2 separate regions of the Mus musculus genome follow, and region 1 is linked to region 2. The links are chromatin contacts, called in public promoter capture Hi-C maps. All regions are on one chromosome and are shown on one strand. The core of a region is the stretch at or near the end of the contact, and the rest is flanking DNA. Distances in the headings are between cores, read along the strand shown. Region 1 overlaps Gm32585 (a long non-coding RNA gene). Region 2 overlaps Ncor2 (nuclear receptor co-repressor 2).

The links. Capture Hi-C pulls out chosen DNA fragments and counts their contacts.
Region 1: a promoter capture Hi-C map of adipose tissue shows a contact between it and region 2. The contact joins two enhancer-like sites. A contact is called at or near these places in 12 of 484 Hi-C or Micro-C datasets (B cells, the C2C12 cell line, CD4 T cells and 7 more), 10 of 115 datasets of contacts at active chromatin or transcription factors (bone marrow-derived macrophages, double positive thymocytes, embryonic basal ganglia and 6 more) and 4 of 9 other capture datasets (adipose tissue, embryonic stem cells, liver and 1 more).

What each region holds. Positions count from the first base shown.
Region 1 is chr5:125,243,778-125,246,838 of GRCm38.p6, reverse strand. All of the region lies in intron 2 of Gm32585 (a long non-coding RNA gene), which reads left to right. Among named protein-coding and RNA genes, the nearest start is that of Gm32585, 7.1 kb to the left of the region's middle. Within about 2 kb of position 1,473, at least 227 of the 459 cell types and tissues checked have an H3K27ac peak or open chromatin away from gene starts, as enhancers often do. A contact at or near this core is called in the C2C12 cell line, the HL-1 cell line and adipose tissue, where this site is marked.
Region 2 is chr5:125,019,932-125,022,902 of GRCm38.p6, reverse strand. It overlaps Ncor2 (nuclear receptor co-repressor 2), which reads left to right. Exons shown (of 47, transcript NM_011424.3): 44 at 1-32; 45 at 2,857-2,971. Among named protein-coding and RNA genes, the nearest start is that of Rflna, 18 kb to the right of the region's middle. Within about 2 kb of position 1,457, at least 44 of the 459 cell types and tissues checked have an H3K27ac peak or open chromatin away from gene starts, as enhancers often do. A contact at or near this core is called in the C2C12 cell line, the HL-1 cell line and adipose tissue, where this site is marked.

The sequences.
Region 1 (3,061 bases), core at 224-2,723, 220 kb before region 2:
ACACCCAACCATACCCATTCTTTTCTTTTCTTTTCTTTTCTTTTCTTTTCTTTTCTTTTCTTTTCTTTTCTTTTCTTTTCTCTTCTCTTCTCTTTTCTCTCTCTCTTTCTTTCTTTCTTTCTTTCTTTCTTTCTTTCTTTCTTTCTTTCTTTCTTTCTTTCTTTTTTTTTGAGACAGGGTTTCTCTGTATAGCCCTGACTGTCCTGGAACTCACTCTGTAGATCAGGCTGGCCTTGAACTCAGAAATTCGCCTGCCTCTGCCTCCCGAGTGCTGGGATTAAAGGCGTGTGCCACCACACCCGGCCACCATACCCATTCTTAAAATGGTACACCACCCTGTTCTGAGCATCAGAAGGGAGTGGTTCATCTCAGCATCTTTAGTAATTGTTATCCTTACCTACTGTGGGATAAAGAAAGAAACCCAGAGAGGCCAGGTACTTTGCTCAGGGACCTGCAACAATGACATCTTCCTCATGTCCTCAAGAAAACCTTCACTTGCTGACCGTGGTGGCACACACCTTTAAGCCCAGGATTCAGGAAGCAGAGATAGGAGATAGAACTCAGAGTTCCAAGCCTGGTGTGCAGAGCAAGTTCCAAGTCAGCCAGGGCTACATGTTTCAAAATAAAACAGAAACAACCTTCATCTCTCCTTTTACTCTAAATCTGGGACACACACACACACACACACACACACACACACACACACCACATGAACACAAGCCAGTATGCGCGCGCCCTGAGTGCACCACCCTGCTTGCACACAGAATGGTAATTTGGGGCAGGAGGGGCCTAGGGGCCTCTCTTATTCCCTCTTAGGGACTGAGATCACTGTGGCTTCCTGTCCCGTGTCGTGATTCATGGCGCGTCTAAGGTGCCCGCCACAGCGTGAGCTCATCCAAATCCCGTCTATTGTCTGAGCCGCTCCAGGAGACACATCTGAGGCTGGGGATCACAGTGGCTCATTTATGACGCCAGCCTCCCCACGGCGTAAGGCAGAGGCAGAGCTGCTGAGCTCAGAGAAAGATCGGGTTGGCTCGCCTAATCCCCAGAGGAGCCAGAGCGCCCGAGGCGAGCCGAGATGAGCAAAGGTTCTGGATTCTCCAGGCAGACAGCGCATCCTGTTTCCTGCAGCGGGGGTCCCAGGAGGGAACTCAACGCTGCCGCCATGGAGTGGCAGATGGCTCACGGCATCTTGAACTTACCGCTGCTGGAGATGGGCCTCAGGCCCCCTTCTTGGCATTTCACATCTCTGCCAAGCTGAACCATCTGTCTATGCCGGACTAAGGACTCAGGGTCACCCCTGGCTGCTTCTCCCTCCACCCCCCCCCCACCCCCGCCCCCAGCCTGTTCTGCAACCATTTCATTAGCGAGGATCACAGTTCCTGGTTCCAGCCACCTTTGTTGCCTGGACCCTGTGCACTAATCCAGTCCTCTGGGTTTCCAGTGGCCACGCCTTCCCCTACCAGCTTCATCTCTTAAGCAGCAGCAGTCTGTTAAATCTGTTACAGCCCAAAGCATCTACTCTCCTCCTGTGACTCCCACCTTCCTTAGAGCGAAGATCCCGGTTGCCCTCCCCTCATGCCAGTGGCGCCCTTCCTCTCACGCCAGTGATACACTCCCCCCCCCCCCACACACACACACGGGTGACCCCTTTTGCCCTTCACATCTGCCTTCCTGATGGCTTCCACTGGTTTTTGGAGGCAGCCCTGCCTCGGGACCTCTGCCTAGGCTGCTCCACACCCTGAGCTGCTCCTGGCTGGTGCTCACTTCTTTGCAAGTGCAGGCAAAATCAGATCTGCTGCTGCTGGCAGCTGGAGGTCCCTCGGCGCCCCCCCCCCCCCCAGCCTCCCACTCTGCATTTTTCCAGGCTGGCTCAGGATTGTGGCCTGTCACCAGCTCAGAACTAACACACAGCAGGGTCTCTCTGACTGTCTACCAAATGTGGGCACTTACATCCACAGTGGGCCAGGCACCGGGAGAGACTCAGATCCGAGCAGACAGCAGATACAAAGTACAATTGAGCAGTGGGGTCAGGAAGGCGGCTGGCCCCCTGGTGTGACCTTCTATGTGGCCAAGAAGGATCCAGGAAGTGGAACCTGAATGCAGTGTGCCTCCTAGCTGGCTCCAAATCGGCTCCCCAGCCAGGGCTAGGCGCTTCGAGATGCTCAGTCCGTTTCAGAACTTACCTGAGCCTCAGATCACACAGGACTGTCATATTTTGCTCTGAGGATAGTGATGAGGCCAGGCTGGGAGTAGAGCCTGTTCTCATGTCTTTCCCTGGGAGGAAGAGAAGACCCACTTGTCTTCTATTCCCCTGTGAGGCCTCTGTGCCCAGGGCCGGTAGCTGATATGACTGAGTTGAGGCTCATCCTGAGACCCCTGGCCTTCCTGCTTCCTAGCCTTCTGTCTCTATGAGCAAGTCTCTGACCACAGGACCTTTGCACCTGATGGACTTAATCTGTAGTCTTCTTCCTTTCTCCTCTCCCCCCACCACCCGCACACATACCCCCCCCACCCCTGCTGCCACACATATTGGGTCCCTTAGGAGCCTCCCTCTCCCTCGGCTTGGCTGGCTCCCTGCTGCAGGTCCCCAATGCTCTGAAAAAAGAAAATCTATTTAAGACACGAAGAAACGGGGGAGAGAAGGGAGTTGTGCCACAAGCTGTGACACACAGAGACTCAGCTAAGAAGCAGCCAGCCCCCCAGATGGCAAGAGGCCCCGTGGGAGGCAGCTGCAGCTGTCACATGCAGATGGGAGGCGGGACACTGGGTGCCAGGGCTGAGGGAGGGGTGGATCAGGGACTCAGCAGTAGAGCTGCTGATGAGGGAGATGAAACCCTTCTGGGAGGGGGCAGCAGGGGTGAGTTCACAGAACAATGGCTGCCTCGTAAACAGCACATGCACACACACATACATGTGCACACATAAGTACACACACAAATACATAAACACACACATGTGCACATGTGAACACACATTAAACACACACACACACACACACACACACACACACGCATGTATACACAAACACTCCATCCATCCAGTCTGACTTCTGATGGGC
Region 2 (2,971 bases), core at 208-2,707:
AATCTTCAACATGCCCGCCATCACTGGAGCAGGTAACCCTCCTGTGTGTCCGCATGGCAAACTCCCTTCCCCAGTGCTGACTTGGGGACAAGGAGCCTTAGCCTCTCCCTGGTCTCAGTGGACCCAGAATGACACAGATGGGCAGCCTCCACTGCCTAGGGTCCTCCCTACATGAGGAGTGCCCAAGGTTTGAGGTCAGGGTCCCTCAAGTGGGTGTTAGGTACACCCCGGAAACACTTGGCCAGTTGCTGGGGCTTGGGGCTGGGGCACGTCACCAAGTGTGGACCTGAGGGATTGGCCTTGGGGTACAGAGATTCAGGGTGCCGCAGGCATCTTTCACACTAAAGTCTCTGGCCATTTTCTAAATCAGATGCAGGCAGTAATGTGAGGGAAAAGTGTCAAACTCACGTGCAGTTTGTGGCAGAAGTCTCAGGCTTTCAGTATGGTGCTTGGGGCTTAGAGCATCCGCTTCCCGTGCTTATTATCACGTTGCCCCCTGGGAAAGAAGCTTGTCGTGGGAACAAATGGGCTCGGTGACTGTGTCACAGGGGAAGCTGTGGGGACTTAATCCAGGCCAGAGGAACAGGCAAGGGTCCCTACTTCCTTATTTGTGTGGAGCCTTGGGCCTAGGGAATAAGGTGGCCAGATTAACCCTTGGGGACATTTCCAGAAGACCACAGGACCTGTAAAGGGGATGGGGTAGGATCCTGGCAGGGACAGCCTGGGGCCTTTGCTGAGCCTCAAGCAGAAGGAAACTGACCGAGACAGGAATGTGGTTGGAGATGCGTGTTTCTAGAGTGTGCTAAATCTTGACATAGGTTCTAGACACCTGGGTGTATATGCATATAGATAGGGTAATACAGTGATTTGTGCTAAAACCTAACTTAGTTGTCTCTCTCACACACACACACAGACATCCTCAAACATCGCCCCTTAAATGTTAGTTCTCAAAGACATGTTTCCAGGCCTAGCCAGTGACGTTCAACACCACACCAAAGGTAGATGAGAGAAAAGTTATGGCTGTGCCCAGTGCCATCAGGTCACAAGCTCAACACCACGGAGACAAGGCCCAGGAGCCGTGCTCCATCAGGAAACTCCCCTCTGTCCCCCTTTTCTGTGTTACCTCCTCTCTCTCCCTCTTTATTCTGGATGTAGAGGAGTGGTGGGGTGGGGCTTGTTTATTTAAGGTTGAATTGTGTGTGTGTGTGTGTGTGTGTGTGTGTGTGCGTGCGTGCGTGCGTGCGTGCGCGTGCATTCACCCCTGTTGGAAGTTCAGCTTTTTCTTGGTAACCTTTGCTTAGCACTGTGGGCACATGACCAACATGACCAGCCCTGGCCCGAGCTTGCCTGAAACCCAAGCCGAGGCTGCCAGCAGTCACCCAGTGACTGTCCCTTCCATCCTCAGAAGCCTGGCTAGTTTACAAACCAGAGGCTTGCCAGCCAGCATGTTTGGCCATGTGGCTTTCACAAGGCTCAGGCAGCCTGGAGGTTCACAGGGCATCAGAGACTGGCCAGTGGCATGGGCTAGGAATCCTGCTGATGACGTCGTCATTGTTTGTGGTTTTGTTGGTGGTGGTGATTTGGGTTTTTTTGGTTTTTTGTTTTGTTTCATTTGTTTGGTTTGGAGGGTGGTTGACTCGATTGAGCTTGCCACTGTTTTGTTCTTTTTTCCATCTGGATTTGGAGCAGTTTGTTGATACTTGGGATTGAAGCACTCAACCCAGCAAGTGTCCCGTCCTGTAGTGAGCAACAACACAGCCCTCTTCTCTGAGGGCAGGTCTCCTCGGCAGCCCAGGCTAGCATGGACTGCACTGAACTCCCTCTGTAGACTAAGCTAGCCTCAGAAATAGCTGGGGTTCCAGGCCTACTAATCAGGCTCCAACCCTCAGGAGGCTCCGGAAGCATCCAGTGAGAAGGGGATGCCTGCCTGCCCCAGCATTTACCAGAAGTCCCAGAGCACAATTCGGGGGGGGGGGGAAGGAGGGAGGGAAAGGGAGGAGGAGGGAGGGAGAGAGAGAGAGAGAGAGAGAGAGAGAGAGAGAGAGAGAGAGAGAGAGAGAACCAGAGAGGCTTTGCAGAGGCTCAGTGGAGTCTGCAAACATCTTCTAAGGCCACTTTGTTGATTTGACCACTCTGTCCTTGTCATGGGGCCGGGCCAGCCAGGGCTGGAGTGACCCTTCACCTGTCCAGTGCTGTCCTGTCCTTGCACGCACATAACTGCATGGCTGTGACCCCCACCCCACCCCACCCCTTGTGCCCAGCTCTCTACCTTTCTCTGGCTCCTGTGGGGGAGACATGGGGCAGGGGAGGCAAGCCTAGTTCAGGGGGATCAGGCAGGCTGAGGTCCCTAACCCCTTGAGGAAAAGGGGACAGCAGGGGGGTCCTATCTTTGGTCACCTTCCTCCTCCACATCCCTTCCTAGAATCTACCCACCAGAAGACCCCAGCTGGACTTCTGTCCCCTGTCCCAGCACCTAGCTCCAGCTTGACTCAATACCACAGCCTTCTTCCCTTGCCCGCCCCTTGGGCCATCCACGTGGAGTCAAAATTTTAAAAATAGCCTCAGTTGGGATTGGAGTATAGAATAGGAATAGAGCTGGGGACCCTCTAGCCACCCCAGAGCCCCTCCCTGGAACAGCCATGAGCTGCAGGGACAGTCAGGAACCCCATCAGCACCCAACAGAAAGGCGGGCTGGAGGGATGAACGATGCTCGGCAGATGTGTGCTCACTGTGTCTCTCTCTCTCTCCCTCTCTCTCTCTCTCTCTCTCCTCCCTCCTCCCTCCTCATTCTATCTCTCGTAACCCTCTGGCTCCCCGGCCCCCGCCCCCCTGTGTGTCTGTCTGTCTCTCTCCCAGGCCTTATGACCTGTAGAAGCCAGGCGGTGCAAGAACACGCCAGCACCAACATGGGGCTAGAGGCCATTATTAGAAAGGCACTCATGGGTAAATATGATCAGTGGGAAGAGCCCCC